Linked DNA regions of Mus musculus: regions 2, 3 and 4 are each linked to region 1. The links are chromatin contacts, called in public HiChIP or PLAC-seq and promoter capture Hi-C maps. All regions are on one chromosome and are shown on one strand. The core of a region is the stretch at or near the end of the contact, and the rest is flanking DNA. Distances in the headings are between cores, read along the strand shown.

Region 1 (2,691 bases), core at 53-2,552:
GCCTCCCCTTCTGGATTTATCTATTCAGCTGTTTGATTCCAATCTGCTCTTAGCATCCTGTAGCAGAGTGGTGGGGGTGGGGAGGAGGAGATGGGACCGCAGTGAAGAACCAGAATTACTGGCCTAGCCTTTGATTCTGTGCTACCTGGGGCAGACTCAGGTGGATCCCAGCTACCACTTAAGATAAGGTAAGGTCACAAGAGGTGAAGGTGTTTACATTTTGGAGTCATTTGCCTAGGTTGTTACCCATGCAGAGGCCTCTAATAAAACCCGGTAAGTTCTTACATTTACTTCTTCCTTTTCTTCCCTTCAAAGTCTAACAAAGGAGGCTTGGTATTCCTGGCCTTCTGAGGTCTGGCCCTTGCTCTGGGAACCCAAGCTCAGTTTCTTCAGCTAACCCCATAGACGCCCTACCTTCTATGGATACTATTCTAGGTTCACTGTTTTCGTTACTTTGTCCTTTTCCTATGCTTAGCTTTACGTGTGTGTTCAAAGCAGTACCTTCCGGCAGGAGCCTGTAAGGTCCAGGGCGGATATAATCATAATTCAGAGAAACGCTTGACTTTGGGCATGCTTGGGCCTGTGGGTCCCCAGGGTCTTGGGACCAGGGGCTCGGCCCTTGCTTCCAAAGAGTGCCAAAGGACTGCCACCTCAGACTGGTTGGAAAGAGCTGCGTGGTCCTCCACAGCTCCGCAGCTTAGGCCGCCCGAACAATAGGAGGGAGGCTGAAGGGTAGTGGGCGTCGGCCAGGTCCCTGCTGGAGGGAGTGGAGGCCAGTGGTGCTGCTGGTCCCCCAGGTTAGCCCAGGCTACCGGCCTGAACGCCAAGCTCTCAGTCAAAGGCGAGGTGAAGCAGACTTGGTGCCGGTGGCGACTCTCTAGGAGGTGGAGTAAGGCCGAGCCCACGGGGCTGGGACCTGGAGGGAGAGGAGGCTCCGTGGAGAGTCTCGTCTTCGTGGTCCCGCTGCTCGCCTCGGCCTCTGAGCTCTGCCTAGGCTCTGGTGGGCGTCTGTCCCACGTGGGGGAAGCCAGCGGCGCGGGCTCGCGGGGCGCACACCCCTCCGAGTTCCCCTCCCTGGGATCGGACGCGCCTGCTCCTGGGCAGCTCGGCTCTTGGGGCCAGTGGGTCGCGCTCGCTACTCGCACACCCTTCGGACGCTGCCTGGCCCGGATCGCCGCCGCCTCCTCCCAGGGAGCTGGCGGGGCGGGGCAGAGGGGGAGAGGGGGTGTGCGGAGCGGGCGGGGAGGGGGCTGAGCGCCGTGGGAGGGAGCGAACGAGCGAGCGAGCGAGAGAGCGAGCGGGGCATTTCTGCGCAGCTCCGGAGCGTCTTGGAGCCTGCCTGGGCGGCCACTGGACGAAGGGACTCAGAGACAGACAGACAGACGGCTCCCGGAAGCCGCGCCGCCGCCGCCAGGTTAGCAGGGCGCGGAGACCGAGCAGGCTGTTGCTACGTCCCGAGCTCGCGTGCTGGAGGACGTGCGTGGCCGAAGCTACGATTCGTGTCTTTGCGGGTACGTGTCGGGGTCCACATCTCCGGGTGTGCGTTTAATGTGAACGCGCGTGTGTCTGTGGGTCGGTGCAAGTGGTGTGTACGTGCGTGTGCATCTGAGTAAGGGGCTGGGTGGTGTACTAATCTGGTAAGGGTCTGTGTGCCCTGGTTTGCTTATCCGGAGATGTGCCTAGAGAGGGTGTGTCCCAATGTGTAACAGTGTGTACATCTGGATGAGGCAGTGTGCCTATGCTGATGATGGCTTCGCTTGTGGCTGAAGCCTATGGCGGGTGTATGTGAGTGTTCGTGTGTGTGTGTTTCGCTGTGTGCACGCCAGTGTGACTCCCCGTGTGTGTGCGCGTGTGAGGGCGGGTGTGCACCCGCGTAGCCCCTGTGTGCGTGTGCTCGGCTTTGTCTCCGCACTGCCGGGAGGAAGGGGGTGGGGGCGGCAGCCGAGGCGCTGGCGTCGCCCGGAGCCCGGCACTGGCCGAGGAAGTGGGTAGCAGCAGCGGCGGGGGCGTCTTAGCTGAGTGGAGACTCCCTGCTGGCAGGTGGGCAGCCACACCCGGGGTACGGGAGAGCCCTACTGCCAGTGGAGCCTGGCTCCCAGCTGAGCTGAAGCAGAGGGCGTGGCCTGCTCAAATCCCGGGTGTGTGTTTGTGAGGGGTGGGGTGGGGGATTAGGTGTGAAGAGGGTGTGTCTGTGCGCAGGCATGGGTGTGGGTAGAAGCAACAGAGGCCCCTCAGCGGGGTTCTGTGATATGTTTCCTTGCTGTGTAACGACCATCACCCTGGCCAGCTACAGCCCAGCCTGGTTAGGTACCCTCCACCCTCACCCTGGACACTGTTCGGAAGGGCAGCAGCCTAGGTACCCTACAAAGACTAGTAAAACTGATCACTATCTTAAATGGCCAGCGCCCCACTCCAAGGAATCCCCTCTCAGAAGGTCTTCATACTTTGAGAGAGATGTGTTTCTGTATCTCTTCCCCCATGTTTTGGGCACTGCATGCATGTCTAGTCTGGGTGAGTGTGTGCATTCTCCCTGTATATTTCTTGTGCATTTAGGTGCATTTGTACATTTTACTGATGAAGAATAAACAAAATATCTCTGGATGTATATGTGCATTTGTTTTGATAAGTTCTGGTATATCTGGTTTGTTTTTTTTTTTTATGAGTGTGTAAGCTGTTTGTGTATTGGCGAGC
Region 2 (2,691 bases), core at 50-2,549, 360 kb before region 1:
TAGGAGGGGCCATAATAAATGTTTTAGTGTGTTGGATGATGCTCTGTTCCTTCCTAATATTTACTGCTTCCCTAAATACTAGGGCACTTACCAGGCTAGACCCGTCTAGGTACTGCAGGATACAGAAGTGAACAAAATCTAGGTGCCATTGTAGCTGGTCATGATGGACATGATGACATGCCCATAGTCTCAGGCTTGGGAGACTGTACCGGGAGTATGGTCCTGACTCGGGACCATCCTGGGTTATATATCCAGTACCAGGCTAGCAAAAGAATCAAAGCAAAACCTCTTGTCTAAATTACATAGGAGATTGGGGCAATGTCATAATCAATAAAATGTGCGGAAGCCCGGGGACCCATGTGCAGATACCCAGCACTGTAGGTAAAAAGCGACAGACCAGAGCTCAGGGGACTGTGATCCCGACTCTGAAGAGAGAGAAACAGCAGAATCCCTAGGACCCGTTGGTTAGCTCTCTAGTCAAACTTGTAAGAGACCGTGACTCAGAACAGAGAGGAGGAGTTGAGATGGCCCAGTGGATAAACCTCACGCTTGCTGCCTAAGCATGAGGACTTGCTTGTAAACCCCGAATCCACATAAACAGAGGGTGCTGTGGTACTTGCCTGTCACTGAAGCTCTGTGGGAGTAGGGACAAGTGGAACCATGGAGTCGTCCCAGCCCTCGTTCAATGGTTCTCAAACTGTGGGTCGGGACCTCCTTTGCAAACCTCTATCTCCAAAAGTTTATTCATAACAGTAGCAAAATTACAGGTTTTCTTTTAAAGACTTATTTATTTTATGTATATGAGTACACAGTTGCTGTCTTCAGACACACCAGAAAAGGGCATCGGATCCCATTACAGATGGTTGTGAGCCACCATGTGGTTGCTGGGAATTGAACTCAGGACCACTGGAAGAGCAGTGAGTGCTCTTAACCGCTGAGCCACCTTTCCAGTCCAACAAAAATATAGTTATGAAATAACAATGAGAATAATTTTATGGTTGGAGGTCACCCAACATGAGGAACTGTATTTAAAGGTCGCAGCATTAGGAAGATTGAGAACCGCTGGGGCCTAGTTGAAAAAACAAAACAAAAAAGTGAGCCCCAGGTTCAGAAAGAGAGAATCTATCTCGAAAGCTAAGGTGGGGAGCAGGAGAAGACAGCAGCAGAGATCAACTTCTGGATGGACACACACACACACACACACACACCCAAACCATGAACAAAAATGTATCAGGAAAGGGGGATGGGCTGCTGGCTCCCAGTGACGTCACGGGCGCTCTGTGACGCGGCTCCTCTGTGACGGTGACAACAGCACAGCAGCGGGAGGGTCGGCCGAGCCGCCGCGGGGCTCACGCAGGGTGCTACCCTGCGGCGCGAGGCAGCTGAGGAAGGGCCGAGGGCTTTGGCTGCGGCGACTTCGGCTTCCCAGAGGGGTAGCCCAGGTCAGGATGCGGCGGAGCCCCCGCTCAGGCTCGGCCGCATCCTCTCATAATCACACACCCAACTTCTACAGCGAGAACAGCAATAGTTCCCACAGCGCGACTTCGGGGGACAGCAATGGGCGCCGGTCCGCTGGGCCGGAGCTCGGGGAGCCCGAGGGCAGAAGGGCCCGGGGCTCGAGCTGTGGTGAGCCCGCCTTAAGCCCAGGAATGCCCGGAGGAGACACATGGGCAGGAAGCTCTCGGCCGAAGCTGGCGCCTCGGAGCCACAATGGGCAGACCGCCTGTGGCGCGGCAACCGTGAGGGGCGGGGCCTCGGGTGCGGGCGGGGTCGAACCCGGGGGCGAGAGGGCGGGGCGGGCTCGGGGGCGGGGCCCGGCGCGGACCTGGGTGCAGAAGCCCCGACCTGGCTCACGAGGGGACGTGCTCGACACGTGTCCCTCGGGGGCGAGCTCGGTGCCATGGCCGGTCCCGGGAGGGGGCGGAGGAAATCCTGTGCCTGGGCATGGCTGAGGAGGTGCCGCAGGGCCGGCGTGAGTGTGACCCTAGTCCGGCCGCACGGGGACTCAGACTGGGGGGCGGTTTCCACTGATTGAGACTCTCCAGCTCCGGGTCTGGGCGTGTGCAGGGAGTGTGACCTGGGGCAAAGGCCTGGACTAAAAGCCTGTTTGAGAGGCTGCCCAGCTGTTTGGCACTAGGGTCAGGAGCCTGCGCCCGGGCCCCGAGGGGAAGAGCGGGCCTGTGGTGCACAAAACCTCAATGGTGCCCTGGGCTCTTGCAGAACCGTCTGGATCTTCTGTAGTTTTGGAGGAACAACTCAACCTTCTCCCGATCCTGGATCTGAGGCAGGAGATGCCTACCCCGAGGGTGTCCAAGAGCTTCCTGAGTACGAGCCAGGCCAGCCCCATCCCCTCTGACCTTGGCACTCAGAACCCCATTTCTGCTGAGTCTGAGTCAGAGAAACCAGCCCAGATGCCCTTTGACCTCTGCTCTCGGACCCCCGCCCCTGTTCCCAGTTCTCCTCCTCGAGCCTGTGCCCTAGTGTCCAGCCTCAGCTCATTTCCCCAAACGACCCTTGCCTCCTGAGCCCCAGACTCTTGTCCTCCGCACCACCCCAGTCCCCACCCCGGCTTCTCTTGAGCCCTTCTGAACCTGCACTACCTCACCTTCATGGATCACCCTCTCTGAGCTGCTTCTCCGGTCTCCGTCCCTAGGCCTCCTCTTTCAGGTGCTGAGCATGGTGTTATCCCTG
Region 3 (2,691 bases), core at 90-2,589, 310 kb before region 1:
AAAGCCCTGAAAGAAATAGTCTCTCCCTTGAGTTGCCATCCATCCTAGTTTTTTCCCACCAAGTCATATAATAAGATTCGCATCAACTTAAATCTTAACGTACACAATAAAATGGTTTCTGCCAACTGCACACACTCAGTCATCTCGGAATCTAGGAGCCAAGAAGGCTTTAGGACCCAGAATACTTCTGCAACACAGCCTGTAATTCGCAACTTTATCTACCAGAATGAATGGATCTTTAGCACTTGAATAAACCACAGGGGACTCCTTAGAACTTCCAATAAAACACACACTTAGGTTACTAACTCGCTTACTAACACGGGCACTCCAACCTGCTACGTTAGTCCATACCCCAATACTAACCTGTAGATCTTTAAAATGCCTTTCCTTCTATTTTACGCGGCTGCAAAGTGGCGCCGCCAACCTTCAGACAGTAAGTAAGCTATCTAAGACACCCACCCTCCTTCCTCCAACTCCCAAAGGTGCTGCAGATAGCAGCCCCTCCCCTAGTTGGGAATCAAGGACCAGCCATCCTAGCTACAATTCTTCAAGCCTCTCCGACCTACAGGGCGGCTCCAATCACCTACACTTAGGAAGCCCCTCCTCAGCGCTAGACCTAGGAAGCTATACACTGCAATCCCTGCACCTCCAGGCCCTAAAAGCGACCGGTTCCCAGCCTCCCAGGACACCTTTCCTCCCCATAGGAATGTCCCTAGTGTAGTCCACTTTTGCAGGTCATAGGCCACTAGGACCTCTTCACTTCGGGGCAGAGGTGAGAGTTAAAACCTCGTTCCCGCTTAAAGCCAACGAAGCCTTCCCCACTAAGCGTGCAGGCGTTTTCATCGCAATCCCCCCCCCCCCGACCCGGTAGTTCGCAGGCCGCGAGGCCACCCGATGCTGGCCGCTTCCCCTCTCAGGACCACCGGGCATCCCCGCTAAGGCCCTGCTCCCACTTCGGCACGCAGACTCCACCTTTCGCATCCTCGGAGGCCCCGGAGCGTGAGCGGCGCCCCAGGACCCCCGCAGCCCCGCCGCGACCCTTTGTGTTGGGCGCTCGCGGCCGCGGGCTCCGAGGCCTGGGAAGGCCCCGCCCCGAGGCACCAAGGAGGCGGCTCGAGCCCCGCACAGCCCCGCCCGTTCCGGGGCTGCGGGAGTCTTACCGGGGAGAGCTTGCGCGGCACCAGAACCCAGACCCGAGTTACCCCCCGCGCGAGTGCCTCAGCCCTGCGGCCGACAGCCCCAGCCCGAACGGCTTTCCCGGAGCCCACTGCAGCCAACACCTCCACAGCCGCTTCACAAAATGGCCGCCCGCCCGCTCCGGCGCTCCGCGTTCCCGGAGTAGGCGGGGCGCCGCTGCCGACGTCACCTGATGGGAGACGCAGGCGCGCTGAGGATTTGGGGTGGGGGCAAAAGCTCGGAAGTTGCAGGTATTTGTGGTGAACCCGGTATTTTAGTAGCTGTTTGCAAAGTCAGACCTGAAGCTATTGTCCAAGGTTCCTTGCAGAGCTTTTAAAGTACAGGCTCCTTTGGCTCTTGGAGACCCCCGTGAAGGGAGAAAAACAATGCCTTCACTGCAGAACTGTCTTGAGGATTAAACGCACCAAGAAGCAAAAGCTTGAACCTTTTTTTGACTATTGAAAAAAAAAAAAATGGGAGGCAGAGGCAGGCGAATTCTGAGTTCGAGGCCAGCCTGGGCTACAGAGTGAGTTCCAGGACAGCCAGGACTATACAGAGAAACCCTGTCTCGAAAAACCAAAAAAGAAAGAAAGAAAGAAAGAAAGAAAGAAAGAAAGAAAGAAAGAAAGAAAGAAAGAAAGAAAGAAAGAAAGAAAGAAAGAAAGAAAGAAAGAAAGAAAGAAAGAAAGAAAGAAAGAAAGAAAGAAAGAAAGAAAGAAAGAGAAAGAAAGAGAGAGAAAGAAAAGAAAGAAAGAAAGAAAGAAAAAGGAAGGAAGGAAGGAAGAGAAAGAAAGAAAGAAAGAAAGAAAGAAAGAAAGAAAGAAAGAAAGAAAGAAAGAAAGAAAGAAAGAAAGAAAGAAAGAAAGAAAGAAAGAAAGAAAGAGAAAATAATCCTGCTTGGCAGTGGTGGCACAAGCCTCTAATCCCCGCACTTGGGAGGCAGAGGCAGGCAGATTTCTGAGTTTGAGACCAGCCAGCACTACACAGAGAAACCCTGTCTTAAACACACACAGAAAGAAAGAAAGAAAGAAAGAAAGAAAGAAAGAAAGAAAGAAAGAAAGAGAGAGAGAGAGAGAGAGAGAGAGAGAGAGAGAGAGAGAGAGAGAGAGAGAGAGAGAGAGAGAGAGAGAGAGAAAGGAAGAAAGGAAGGAAGGAAGGAAGGAAGGAAGGAAGGAAGGAAGGAAGGAAGAGAAAATATTCTTCTGCCATGGGGCTGGAGAGATGTCTCAAAGGTTAAAAGCTCATACTGCTCTTCCTGGCATCTTAAATTCTATGAGCTACATGGAGTGGCTCACAACCTCCTGTAACTCCAGCCTCAAATCTGACTCCCTCCTCTGGCCTCTGTAGGCAGCGACACTAATATGTACAAACTCTCACACAGAGACATTAATAAAAATAAATATAAAAAGAGTAAAATATCTTTCAATATTTCCTATAATCCCCAGTATTTGATTATACAGGGAGACCTAGGCTCTACCAGACTCTGCCCCTTGATTTTGTGTGTGTGTGTGTGCG
Region 4 (2,691 bases), core at 122-2,621, 270 kb after region 1:
CAGTCTCTTTGCCTCCCAGATATCACTATAGCTCCCATCCTGGTCCCCCCACCCCCATGACCTGGGCTGAACAGGGAAGTCCATGCTCCTTTGTGCCACACTGAGCATGGCACTGGTGTTGAGGACACAGCCTTGTACAGAACAATCCAAACGTACTTTCAGGGCTCATAGCCCAGAAGGTATGGGAATAGGAATGGACACAAAGACCACATCAGACATAGGTGAGCTGTGCTATGTGGGGAAGAGAAGGGAACTTCCATGCAGGTACAGGGTCAATGGCCTCTGTACCCCCAAAGTGGTGGTGCTTGTACCAGCCTATGAATTGGGCAAAGTATCCTAAGAACCTGGCTCTGCACATGCAAAGGTCCTGAGGTAGCAAAGTGCTTATGAGCTCAAAGAACAAGGAAGCTCAGCATGACTGGAGTCAAGGCCACAGTGAGGGTTTCTGCTACACCAAAGTCCTACAGACTGAGAAACTATGCCCAGCTGCAAAATGAACGCGAAGGCAAGCCCCATCACCTCTGTGGGCTCAGTTTCCCCTTCTGTAAAATGGAACCTATGCAGATCTGTCACATGGGCCAATGTGTCCGGTGACTGGAGGGCCTATGTAACAGGGATGGATCATCACACAGTAACTCATTTACATCCTGCTGACTGAGTGCCCTGTCCTGCAGAAGCTCGGAGTAGCCTGAGGAGGGAGCACAGGACGGTGAAGGATTAGGAAGATAGCTCTGCTCAGGGTTGTACAGCTCCAAGAAGGAGCCAGAGGTGTTCCTGGGCGATTGTTTTCTTCTTCTGTGCTGGGTATAGAAGCCAGGGCTAGGCAAGCGCTCTACCACCAAGATCTCTCCCCAGCCTTTGAAACAGGGTCTTACTGTGAAACAGACGTTGGCCACGACTCTGAGGGCCTCCTGCCTTCGCTTTGGGAGACTTGGGATAGCGACGCTTTGTTTTACTTTTGTTTGCTTTTGTTGTTGTAGTTTTTCGAGACAGGCTTTCTCTGTGTAACAAGCCCTGGCTGTCCTGGAACTAGCTTTGTAGACCAGAGGAACTCACAGAGATCTGCCTGTCTCTGCTTCCTGAATGCTGGGGTGAAAGGTGTACACCACCTTGCTGGGCCACACACTTCCAGTGCTGGGAGGGCTTTGTGCATGGCAAGCCCTTTACAGACTCCAGTCTAAGTCATTTCTAACAAGTAGAAGTGTGTTGGCTCACTGTTCTGAGGAGATAAGAAGTTCAGGGTCAAAGGGCAACCCCTGGTAAGGACCTAAACTAGTGGATCGAGTTTGAGGGCTAATGTGAAGGGAGGAGGAGGGAGCAAGGGCAAGCAAGGGCAAGCAAGTGAGTTCACACAAAGGTGGTCCAGCCTTAGGACCTACTCTCAATAGCATCACAATGGCCATTACATTCCAGTGGATATTGGAGGACAGACACACTCAGACCACAGCAGGATGCAATTCTGCTGTAGCTGGCCCAGGACGGAGGGAACCCATGTTCTCTGTGACCCCAGAGGGCCAAGCTGGGGCTCCAGAGAGCTTGAGTTGCAAGGAGGGGGGGCAACTGCTAGGGAAGTACTGAGCCCGCCCACCCATCAACACTTTTTCCGAAATAGGCAGTGATTATCTATTGCTTTGTCCCCCCTCCCCCAATTCAGTAAATGTTTGTTACCTCGTGGTTTCTGTGGTCCTGGACTTTCAGAGCAGTTCAGCTAGACATTTGTGGCTCAGTGCCTGTTATGCTGTGGTCATCAGATTGGGAGATGTGTGAGTGTGTGTGTGTGTGTGTGTGTGTGTGTGTGTGTGTGTGTTGGTCCTCAATGCCCATATAAAAGGCCTATCATCACACCTATCATCACAGCACCGGGGAGACAGAGACCAAATAGATCCCTGGGGCTTGCTGCTGAGCCAGCTTAGTGTGCTTGGTGAGGTCCAAGTCCATGGGAAACACTGTCTCAAAAAAAAAAAAGAAAGAAAGAAAGAAAGAAAAACCAAGTGAGCGGTACCTAAGGTACGTACATGAGCTTGACTGCTGGCCTCCACACATATATAGCTGAATAGCATTTGCATACATGTACACAGACAGACAGACACACATACACATTGGATGTTACTGACCCTCAGAGACCTGGCTGGCTGGCATGCGCTCTCCTCTAGGGAGCCCTTTCATCGCCCCAGTAACTACTAATCTCTCCCCACCCTGGGCTGCGCCCCAGCTTTGACACTCCCTGGGATGTGTGTTTATGTGTTTTCTAATTGCTGTGTGTATTTCTGCCTCTCGGACTTGACCACAGGCTTGAGCGACTGTGTGAGTCAGAGCAGGCCCCATAAAGGCTGGAGGAATTGAATTAAATGTGCTGGCGGTGGCTGCGTTCTGACCATTCTGTTGTGCTGTTTGCCAGCCTGACCTTCCAGGATGCGCCCTCAGCAGAGGGCAGAGTGAAACGAGCCTCCAGGGTCTGCCTACTCTTAGCCAGAGCTCTCAGCCAAAGGGCAGGTCAGCAGGCCCCCTGTGCCACCTTCTCCAAACCCCTCAGGCCAACCTGGTGACGTCTTGCCTGCTGAACAGGCAGTTAGAGATAGTGTCCCCTGAGCGTGGCACCAACCAGAGGCTTTGGGAAATGGTGGCAAATTAGAAACCTGAGGGGCAGCATGAAGAGTGGGCTGGGGAGTGCCTGGGTTCAAATCTTAGCCC

Evidence for each region. Promoter capture Hi-C pulls out the DNA fragments that hold promoters and counts their contacts. HiChIP or PLAC-seq counts read pairs in DNA pulled down with a chosen protein or histone mark.
Region 2: a contact with region 1 is called in a FOXA1 HiChIP or PLAC-seq map of pancreatic cancer cells. The contact joins the promoter of Spag4 here to the promoter of Epb41l1 in region 1. A contact is called at or near these places in 2 of 39 promoter capture datasets (hematopoietic stem and progenitor cells and liver), 1 of 115 datasets of contacts at active chromatin or transcription factors (pancreatic cancer cells) and 1 of 9 other capture datasets (liver).
Region 3: a contact with region 1 is called in a promoter capture Hi-C map of liver, with 2.1 times the contacts expected there. The contact joins the promoter of Cpne1 here to the promoter of Epb41l1 in region 1. A contact is called at or near these places in 1 of 39 promoter capture datasets (liver) and 1 of 115 datasets of contacts at active chromatin or transcription factors (memory CD8 T cells).
Region 4: an H3K27ac HiChIP or PLAC-seq map of embryonic stem cells shows a contact between it and region 1, with 2.4 times the contacts expected there. The contact joins the enhancer-like site here to the promoter of Epb41l1 in region 1. A contact is called at or near these places in 12 of 39 promoter capture datasets (3T3-L1-derived adipocytes, the C10 cell line, the HPC-7 cell line and 5 more), 6 of 484 Hi-C or Micro-C datasets (the G1E-ER4 cell line, the HL-1 cell line, embryonic stem cells and 1 more) and 4 of 115 datasets of contacts at active chromatin or transcription factors (embryonic stem cells and pancreatic cancer cells).

Annotation. Positions count from the first base shown.
Region 1 is chr2:156,419,789-156,422,479 of GRCm38.p6, forward strand. Epb41l1 (erythrocyte membrane protein band 4.1 like 1) reads left to right here and starts at 1,303. Exons shown (of 25, transcript NM_001368800.1): 1 at 1,303-1,511.
Region 2 is chr2:156,063,914-156,066,604 of GRCm38.p6, forward strand. It overlaps Spag4 (sperm associated antigen 4), which reads left to right and starts at 1,300. Exons shown (of 12, transcript NM_139151.4): 1 at 1,300-1,758; 2 at 2,221-2,325; 3 at 2,654-2,691. The coding sequence starts at 1,449. It overlaps Gm39970 (a long non-coding RNA gene), which reads right to left and starts at 701. Exons shown (of 3, transcript XR_866890.1): 1 at 92-701.
Region 3 is chr2:156,110,626-156,113,316 of GRCm38.p6, forward strand. It overlaps Cpne1 (copine I), which reads right to left and starts at 1,340. Exons shown (of 16, transcript NM_170590.3): 1 at 1,161-1,340. It overlaps Rbm12 (RNA binding motif protein 12), which reads right to left and starts at 1,340. Exons shown (of 3, transcript NM_029397.3): 1 at 1,161-1,340.
Region 4 is chr2:156,689,655-156,692,345 of GRCm38.p6, forward strand. All of the region lies in intron 2 of Dlgap4 (DLG associated protein 4), which reads left to right. Among named protein-coding and RNA genes, the nearest start is that of Gm34111, 17 kb to the right of the region's middle. Within about 2 kb of position 1,372, at least 11 of the 459 cell types and tissues checked have an H3K27ac peak or open chromatin away from gene starts, as enhancers often do. A contact at or near this core is called in embryonic stem cells, where this site is marked.